Linked DNA regions of Zea mays: regions 1 and 2 are each linked to region 3. The links are chromatin contacts, called in public Hi-C maps. All regions are on one chromosome and are shown on one strand. Each heading gives the region's core, a stretch centred on a gene start, on an enhancer-like site or on the middle of the called end of the contact. The rest is flanking DNA. Distances are from core to core; before and after follow the strand shown. Region 1 has its middle 93 kb from the start of LOC103632727. Region 2 holds the start of LOC103632727 (putative 1-phosphatidylinositol-3-phosphate 5-kinase FAB1C). Region 3 holds the start of LOC100501866.

The links. A called contact is a pair of places that touch in the nucleus more often than the background predicts.
Region 1: a Hi-C map of endosperm shows a contact between it and region 3, with 2.3 times the contacts expected there. The contact joins the enhancer-like site here to the promoter of LOC100501866 in region 3. A contact is called at or near these places in 4 of 25 Hi-C or Micro-C datasets (bundle sheath, ear, endosperm and 1 more).
Region 2: a Hi-C map of tassel shows a contact between it and region 3, with 6 times the contacts expected there. The contact joins the promoter of LOC103632727 here to the promoter of LOC100501866 in region 3. A contact is called at or near these places in 17 of 25 Hi-C or Micro-C datasets (bundle sheath, ear, endosperm and 6 more).

The regions. Positions count from the first base shown.
Region 1 is chr7:113,815,690-113,818,813 of Zm-B73-REFERENCE-NAM-5.0, forward strand. No RefSeq gene overlaps it. Among protein-coding and RNA genes, the nearest start is that of LOC103632727, 93 kb to the left of the region's middle. Within about 2 kb of position 1,867, at least 20 of the 20 cell types and tissues checked have an H3K27ac peak or open chromatin away from gene starts, as enhancers often do. A contact at or near this core is called in bundle sheath, ear, endosperm and 1 more, where this site is marked.
Region 2 is chr7:113,722,349-113,725,557 of Zm-B73-REFERENCE-NAM-5.0, forward strand. It overlaps LOC103632727 (putative 1-phosphatidylinositol-3-phosphate 5-kinase FAB1C), which reads right to left and starts at 1,651. Exons shown (of 11, transcript XM_008654468.3): 1 at 680-1,651; 2 at 1-223. The coding sequence starts at 945.
Region 3 is chr7:113,944,915-113,948,348 of Zm-B73-REFERENCE-NAM-5.0, forward strand. LOC100501866 reads left to right here and starts at 1,795. Exons shown (of 2, transcript NM_001196507.2): 1 at 1,795-2,848. The coding sequence starts at 2,096. It overlaps LOC107604626, which reads right to left and starts at 2,895. Exons shown (of 2, transcript NM_001323503.1): 1 at 2,108-2,895; 2 at 32-515. The coding sequence starts at 2,761. The coding sequence ends at 471.

The DNA.
Region 1 (3,124 bases), core at 617-3,116, 130 kb before region 3:
GTCTTAACCCTTTTCTCAACCACTCAAGTTGTTAAGCTAGACAAATAAGATATACCATATAAATTGTATTATCATCATATCAACTTTCTATATTTAACACATATCTTATTTAATGAAGATTTTAAAAATCGATAAATATTTATATAGATCAGGCCTATAAAAAATAATAATGCCGACCATGTAATTTCCCAATTAATTAGGGCTGCCAAGCCCAAAGAACCATCTAGCATCTACTCTCTCCAGTATCCTATTAATTGTCCTTTAGGACAGTGACACGGTCTCAAAAATATAACTTTGATCAATATTTTTAATTAAAATACAAATAAACTCTTAATAAATTTATACTTTTATAAAGCACATGTTAAGACAAATTAAAGTATATAAACATTAGGTTTCAAAACTAAATAATAAAATAGTTATTTGTAGTCAAAATTTTATAAGTTTGATTCAAACCTTGTCCAAAACGACAACTAATAGTACACATGAGAGAGTATGTATATAAGATGGCAAGCCACATTGGTTCTTCCCAATCCTAATCCCCATCCCTAGCCGTAACGTCTACCTGGATCCACGCTCGTGTGCTCCATAGCTCGATGTGCAGATGCGTCGACGCCTCCTCGGTGATGCGTGGCAGTTCCTCTACCTAAGAGAAAGTATAATAAAGTGATGTAAGCGGGTCACAAGAGATATCATGTTAGATTTATGATGACGTGAAAGAAAGAAAGATATAAAGAGGGAAAATCTTGTTGCTCACTAGTAGTTGGGCTAAAAGCGGGCTACTCACACGCCCCAAGATAGTTTGTGAGAAAGAAAGGTGGACACATTAATCAGGGCATGCACAACCTAAGCAGTAGAGCCTCCTGCTCAATTTTCCAAGTTGAAAAGATGACTAAGAAACTGCATCATGCAATCCCGAGCTCCTAGAATATTAATGCAGTTAAAAAATAATATATAAAAAATCGTGAAGAGATGAGCTATTTATGAAGAACCTGCCTCTTGATTATTTTTCATTTAACCCCTGAGGACTCCTCAAGAGACCCCTCAATTAATGGGGTTATACATATTCTCAGAGAGTTATTATATAAATATACTTGTAGTTGAATATATATATGACATGACAACATCACAAAGTCCATTGTCCTATATTCGTGACAAGTCAAAGGCAGGAATATAAACTAGAAAACTTCGATTCCTTGTTTCTTTTTGTTTTTGTCAAGCCAGGGAGTGGTAAAACCATGGTCGATTTTCTTCATACTCTATGTTTGGATGTATATAATAAATATTTTTAAGACTAATTTGGTGGAAGGAGAATTGAAGAAGATCTGAAGAAATTCCCGAATGCATCCTCATTGATCCCCTCAAATTTCACTTCCACCAAAAGCCCTTAGGTCCTGGGAAATCCCAGAACCGAAGCAAGCACCTTCTCGTTCTTTCTCCGTGGAATCAGGAGTTTTGGCTAGGCTCCATGCAGATGCAGCCACGCATGACGTCTACGCACGGGGTTTCATTCGTTTCACATGATGAGACCTGGAATCATGTGACCGTGACGGCGACGCGAGACGGCTAGGCGAGGCGCCCTCCAATCCAAGAACGGGAAACCCGTGTCGCCTGTTGGTACGCGGGCAGAAGATCGAGTTCCCCATTTCCAAGCTTGGTGGTGACTCGTCGCCTCGGCCTCTCGTCTCGGGCTCCGAAGCCGCCCGCGCTGCGCTGGCCGTCCCACCCCGCGGCACGACGCGCGTGAACTCCGAATCGATGGGTGAACGAACGGCCGCGCGCGCCGATCCGGTCAGCTCTCTCGTCTGGCACAGTGGCACTGGCACTGGCAGGCAGGGCCTCTCATCTCATGATCCCCGGTCCCGGCTGCCGCGCGCACGTGATTATACGTGAACCGCGGAGCGGCATCGTCCCACCGTACCGTACCACCGCTCCGGATCTAAACCGGCGGTAGAAGCACTGAAGCAGCCGTGACCACTGCTTCACGCGTACTACTGTGCGCCTCCGCCTGTGAAGCAGACGCGCACGGACTGCGTCGGGTTCCGGCGACCGGGCGTGCGCACCGGCGGCCACCTACTGCCTGCCTGCCTGTGTGTTTTGACAGACGGTGGTGGTTAAACGCGGAGGGAGGACCCATCAGCGGCAGCGCAAGCACACGGTTGGATGAAAGTCATGTGACTGGCCGCTGCTAGCCAGCGTGCTGTGAACCATAAAAAAAAAGAACGTTGTGCGCTGTGTACTTTGCTTTAGAATGTTGCCAAGTTGGTACTAGTAACCGCCTAACCGGAACGTTACTTGGCAGTATAAAAAAAACAAAGGCGTGTCAGCTCATGCCAACCCCCCCCCCCCCCCCCCCCCCCCCCCCCCCCCCCCCCCCCCCCCCCCCGTGGTGGCGTCTGCAGTGTGCCGCTGGACCTGGACAACACCCCCCCCCCCCCCCCACACACACACCGTGGTGGCGTGGTGATCGCTGCACGACGCGTGTCGTGACTCGTGAGGATGTTTCTCTGCGTTTGTGGACGACGCACGCTAATACTAATTGCGTAGGAGTACAGTGTTCGCACGGACTACAGGTATGTACCGACTGTCGTGTTCAATTCGTGCGGCTGTCCGGAATCCGGATCCGAAGCTCCGGACGACTACGCCTTCGCCTAGTGAATTCGGATCCACGGCGGCGCCTGGGGTCTGCATGGATCTGGATCGCTCATAATTCATTTTCAGGTGCGTGTGCGTTCAGGATGCCCGTGCTGCCGTGCATTCACGCGCCGGTTGCCCCCCCCCACCGGCTCGCGCACGTGACCGGCGGCGAGATTCCTTCGCCTATAACTAGGCTCACGTATTAACATTCCTTCGTCTGTTGCCCGTCTCTCCTCGGGGTGAGGCCATGCTGGTACTCGTTTGGTTCAGTCGTTCAGATGCCTAGATGAGACCCTGAAATCCCGGCTCGGTGAGAGTTGCCTTTGTTTGTTGACCGGCCTCGACCGTAAGGCAAGTACAGCATATAGACCATATAATGGTTTTCTAAATACAAAAAACAGCCAAGAGATTGTATGCAGTTGCTACATCATAAATATAGTTAACAAACAATAAATATAAAAAGTAGTGAAGAGACGGATTAGCGAAGAGG
Region 2 (3,209 bases), core at 401-2,900, 220 kb before region 3:
TAGCTCACGTGCATCGTCTGAGTCAGTCAATGTTGTTGCATCATGATCTGAAGCATCATCCAGCCTCACCACACAAGTAGGACTCCCTGTGGGGCTTGGGGTCATTGATCTGTACATGGAGTTACTAACACTAGATTCGGTATCTGAGAAGTCATGTAAGAAGTCAGTCACAGAGGCTGCAAACTGGGCCCCTGACTCGTCAGCAGCCTCCTCATCCACTCGCCTGCATCCACAGCCAAAAATCGATTCAAAGGTTATTCAACCCCAATCAGAATTCAGAAAGACAATTGACAAATCACAAAGATATACACATGTCATGTGTTTGCCCTAGCCAGCCAATATGTTTGTAACTTGCCCACGCCGGCACTGCCGGTGTTGTTTGGTTCGCCGAAATGTAACGCAAATGGCATGGGGTAATGGATACTGATACTTTTGTTTAGTTGAGCTCTTTCTAGTAACCATTCCAATTATAACTAGTAACCATTACCGCCGGTAAGAGATCCCATTATCATTACTGAACCAAACAGCACAGTTTCAAGTCCATAGAAAAAGGAAGGATAAATACAGTTCCCAGTCAATCGACCAGACAACTTAAACTTCCATGTTTTTAAGCAACGCTTGACTTTTTTAGGTATCTATTTACGGCAAGTTGTAAGAACTGCGGTAGACTTGCATTTACCTAGTATCACAGCCGGGAGGATGAGAGCGCGGGCCGGCATCGGCTTGGCCTCCAGATCTCGCCTCGGTCAGGCGGCGCGGGGGCGTGGGCGGCCCGACGGGCGAAGCCGGCCCCTGGGCCTTGGGCGTGGTCACGCCATGGCCCGCCTCCTGGCACCGCCGCGTCTCGATCCGCGCGAGCTCGCCCTTGTGCACGTGCCGCTGCTCCAGGTCAGTGGCGGCGGCAAGGGATCTGGCCTTACCCACCGCGAACTCCAGCAACCCCATCCCCGATAGGGCGATACGGCACGCTAAGATCAAAACCAACTGTGGGGAAAGATGGAGAAGTTCCGAACAAGTAGCAGGAGACGAGGCGAAGCGACGCGGCCACGCCCGAAGCTTCCTTCGTCCGCTGATTGCGTCCCGTCCAAGTCAGCGCCTCACCACACCCGACACGGGACCAACCACCCTGCGCGGGTGCGGCAGGGCCAGCGGCCCGCGGCGCCGCTGAGTGAGACGGCTCTCCCGCGGTCCCGCCTCCAGCGAGAGAGAGAAAGAGAGAGCGCGCGCGCAATGCCGCCGGGACCGGGGTTCAGCTTCGGCAGGTGCGGGGACGGGGGGACGGCGCGCGAGAGGCGGGGTCGGGAGATGCCAATTCAGAGCCGCGCCGCGTAGCGAGTAGGACGGCAGGACGAGAACGCAGAGTGCATGCTCGGAGAGACGGAGGTTGGAGAAGAGCGGCGGCGGCGGCGGCGGCGGCGGTTCTTATTATGTGGGGCGGGTGGGAGATTTGCGAGAGATACAGGACAGTGACGGGCAGACGCTCGCCGCGGCGGGTGGGATTTTTATTTAACCGCTTGGGCGCGCGCGGTGGAAATCCTGGCTCGTTATCCGGTGTCCCTCCGTTTCGATGGCCAGGAAGGAAAGCATGAGACGGGGACGGGTCTCAAGTCTGTGTGAGAAAAAAAAAATTGTTATTTTGCCGCTCTCAAGTTTGTGTGATGAGTACCGTGTGCGTCTTGTCGTCGGCGGACGGCGGGTGGCTTTCTTGCTTTGGCTAGCGTCCATTTTCCCCTGGCCTTGTTTTTTTACTAGCACTCATATATTGACGTTCTTTACCACTAAAATCAGAGGAGGAATGTGAGCCAACTAAAATCAACAGTGGAAGGTCTTTTTCTTAGAGAAGAGGATACATATGTTGGATGTATTCAGGTCACCATCCATTCTACATTTCTACTCTGTTTTCTTGTGTCGATGGTACGATTCTCTTGTGTCAATGCAAAAGGTTTAGGTGTTGTTTAGTTCACGAAATGTAATATAACTAGTAACGGTAATGATTTACACTCGAGTACCGGTGGTAACAAGTTTGAATAGATCGGTATTAGTTTCTAGTGTGATATTTAATTACGATTGAAGCTAAACAAACATGATATAATGTTATCAGTTCTCCATCACGTTATAAATACGCTAACCAAACGGCAACTTATATGACATGAATTATTGAATTTTTACTGTCTATATAAAAAACATAAAGCACACAACTATATAGCCAATATATACTCAATGTTTTAAAGACAAATTTATATGTGCTCAAAAAATGGATGGATAAAATAAGGAAATGACTATTTACGCGGTGTTATTTCTTTCCATACCCACACCTTTACACTGTATTTTGAAAGTAATAGCGAAGAGGAACCAACTATATTCTATGACAAGCGATAAAGTAATTGGGACTTCTTTATGGCTCTTAATTCCAAAAAAATAAAACATAAAGTACGGTGATTGAGACCCACATACGAAGTGGCACATGGGGTTATCGTGTCTTTATAGGTTAGGGATGTGTGCTAATCAGTTATGTTAGTGCAATTGCGCAATCAAGTGATCCGGTACATCCAATCAAAATTCAACAGTGACTACTATTTTATATTTAACCCCTTCAACCTAATCCTAAAACCTAGTTGTTATTTTACATTTAACCTTTTCCATCTAAAATAGCAATCATCGTTGGATTTTTTTGATTTTTATTGAATACACTAGATCATTTGATTGTATGATTACACCAATATAACTGATTGCATAGATATGTTTCCCTAGTAGTAAATACAGTATCATCTTTTTTTTACTCCGAGGCTATTTTTATGGAAATTTTGTAATACTTCTTTAACATTATCACAACATCAAAAGTGTTATAAAACTAAGAATAAAAATTGTCTTTTAATATAAAAGTTTGTTTCACTATTTCACACACTAACATATTAACTAAATGACCGATAAAAAAATAGTAAAATATTGTAACTAAATCACTTTTAATAGAGGTTTTACACGGTTATTTAAGGTCTTAGAAACGAGTTGACAAAAATTCCTATGAAACTAATTTCATCCTCATAAAATTTATTCCTCTTAAATGTTATGTCATACCATTCAAATTTCTGATGCGGCACACTATGCATGAAATCACCATTAAAAGTAGTCTAAATATTGTTTTCAAGTTTTGTTAGGATACAGCCAAATCATGACCCTGCTTTATTAGACACGGTGCAATTGATCTATGT
Region 3 (3,434 bases), core at 545-3,044:
GCACCCATAAGCGCACTGGAAAGCAGTGAGTAAACTGAGAAAGAAACGTGGCTAGTTATAAATATACAAACATAGAATATATACATTCTGATTCAGTGTTTCATTCACACTGACCCTCTGATCAAGGTGGCTGTACATGCCCCATGTATATCACACCAGTACGGTACATATTGCTAGCATATTTTTCTTCGTCATTTTTTTTGCTTTCCTAATTAACTACTACAGTGCTATACTGCTACGTTTCCATACCTATGAAAACAGAGAACGAAGACTGAAGTACGTAGATGGCGACTGGCCTAAGACTTAGGACGCGATGAGAATTGCTGGGGAGATTAGATAGGAAGCCAGAGCGGCTTCTCATGTTCCAGATAACCCCAGCAACCCATGCATCTTGCCGATGAACAAGCGATCAAGCAGGGGAAGAGAGAGAAAAAAAAAACAGGAGTACTCGATCTCAAGGCTTCCGCTTGTCATCCGATGATCTCGTCTGGGACTGCCTTGAACCTTGTTCGCTTCTGCAACAAGGGGACAGGGAAAAAAAATCCAGAATGTGAAATCAGGTTAACAGTAAGCTAAGAAAGCACGATCGACGCCTTGCATGTGTAAACAGATGCACAGAAAGGCATCGTTTGATTTGGTGTAGTCGGAGTGACTGGGGCCGGGACGGGTCGTTGGAAATTAAAGCCCTTTGACAAACCAACGGTTTCCCTTGAAAAGAAAGCGTTGCGACCGTGAACCAAATCACTAATCTTATGTATTATCGGTACTCGATCTCTCCCTTCCTTTTCTAACACCAAGCAAAGTCGTGCTACCAGAAAAAAGAAGAAAAAAAAGAAGCAAAGCTGCAGTCCACGATTGTCCTTCAATTTGTCCGTGTTGCTAAATAGCGACTTATATAGCTCGACGTCAGGAGGTAGTAAACGCTGCAAGGACTGACCGTGTCCCTTGAGGATTTGTTTTGTTTATCGCGATTTGACTGAACTAATCGGGTTCACTAATAACTCCTACCAACTCTCTATTAGGGCGGCCCCTTTCATTACTAGGAAAGCAAAGAGGAGATGAGGAGCAAACACTATTTTAAGGCACCGTGATGTGCAGTCCCATCTCTTTGGAAATAGTGGTGCACGTGTCTTTTTATTTGGCAACCACACACACTAGCCTCATCTTTTACCCCACCGTACCACGTTATACATGTACCATTCGTAAGCGTAGTGAAATAAAAATTACATGCAGTAGAAGTAATGAAAGACATGAGGAAGATGATGGCATGCCTACGTCTGAAAACGTCACCTGGCCGGAGGGGGTAGGGTGGGCCAGACCATGTGAACTCTCGTCACCAATCGTAACATGAATGATAATCCCAAGGGGCCCGGACGGGACGGGGACGAGAAATTTGCTGTTTTGCCACTCTCAAATTTGGCTGCCTGTTATTATGCCATCCCGTGTCTATGACTGGTGGGACCGTCTGTGTCTATGATTTGTGGGTCCGATGGCATACTGGCGAAGCCCACAAATGATAATGGCAAAATTGCCAATGGCTCGGACGGGGACACGGGGGTTAGTCTAACACAGACGCGGAATCTTAGGCACATGCAGGGGCGATTAGCCGGACGCGTGTGGTCGCCCTCATGCGACGTGGACCCCATTAGCAAGCAAGCAAGCTTACGCGCTGGGCTATCTAGTTGACATGTAGTACAAGGAGGGCTGGCATGCACGCACGACGCTGGATTTGTTAAGTGCAGTGAGTACCTACTACAAAAACAAAGCTGAGCACGAGAGTGAAGCCACAGCCCATCCGATCCGTTCCATTGTCGTCGTCTTCCAATTTCCAAACGAGCTGAGCGCCCATAAGTTTCCTATTGATTTTGCGTCGCAACAGTACGTTGCACGATCGCGATGCGCCGTCGTCTTTGCGCATTTGGTTTTGCCCGTGTCCTACTCCTAGCTAAGTCCAACTAGTGTCACGGGACGGCTTCGGGATAATGATTGGTTAATTGTTCCCTATAACCAGCTCTATAGGTGGCCTTGCAGTTGTGTGTTTAAGCTGCAACTCGATCAGAGGAGTTGTTGTTGCAAGGGAAGGGATCATGCATGCATGCCCACTCACCTCTTTCTTCAACGCCGGCGCTGGAGCCGCCGCCGGCGCCGGGTTCTTGCCGGACATCAGCGCGGAGGGCGGCGGCGCTGCGACGACGCCCTGGTCCCTGGCCACGCACAGCTGCATGATCCGCTCGGCGGCCTCGGCGGGGTCCCGGCTCTCCTGCATCAGCCGCGCCACGTCGGCCTTGGGCAGGCGCATGCGCAGCCGCACCGCGCCGTCGGCGCCCACCTCCACGGACGACGGCGGCGACGGCGACGGCGACGCGGCGGCGAGGCGCGCGGCGGCGGGCGGCGGCAGGATGGACGACACGTCCGAGACGGTGCGCCGGGACAGCATCAGGCCCTCCAGGCGCTCGCGGGCGCCCACGCGCAGCGCGCCCGACCACGTCTTGCGCGGCGCGCGCGGGTCGTCGCCGTCCCCGGCGCCGCCGCGGGGGATCTGCACCAGGAAGTAGAGCTTCCCGGGCTTGAGCGGCGCGTCGCGGTCCAGCGGGCGCGCGCGCACGCCCAGCCGCCGCACCTCCTCCGACTCCAGGAGCTGGTGGCCCGGGTGGCCGCGCAGCGCCGCGCACGCCGCCGCGGGGGTCTTGTAGCGGAACGTGGCGCCGTCCACCGTCATCACCTTGGCCGCGCGCCGCCTGCCCGCCAGAGCGTTGCCCATGGCGCGGTGGCGTGGCCGCACGCCGCGCGCCCGCAGGCCTTCGGGTGTTGCTTTGCTAGCGACGAGGAGATGCTAGCTGCTGGGGAGGTGGGGTTAATAACGTACGTAGTATAGTACGTGGGGGTTTGGAGGACTAGCTGAGAGAGAGGGAAAGGAAAGAGAGGCGAGCAGGTCAGTTATAAAAGCTTGTCCGCTGCGCTTGGGCCTTGGGGGGCCTCTCCATCGAGTTTGGTGCCAACAAATCTCCATCGTCCTGTCTCTTCCGATGGGCGATGCGGCACAGAAAACGGATGCCCGTGTTTTCTTAACCTCTGCTGATAAATCCGAGCCGTCGGATCTCGATCCAACGATCGACGCAAGTTTCCACACAAATACCGGTTCTCCCGCGCGCCGCGCGTATCTTGGTGCGTGTAAGCCCCTCTCTGGTCAGTCTTGGTTACCTACAACTGCAATGCAACTGCTGGTCCGACCGTTTCTTACTTCCTCCAGGTTTCGAGCAAGATAAGTAGGTTTTCCTTGACCAGTTAATTAACTACGCAAACTAAGATTGATCAAGGCAGATTATTCTAGCTACTAGGCCGTGTCTTCATTTGGTCCAGGTCTCCGTGTGTCGTTGCATTGCATTGCACGCACACCGATGTTTCCTCTGAAAACTTCATTTTATCAGTTTGGT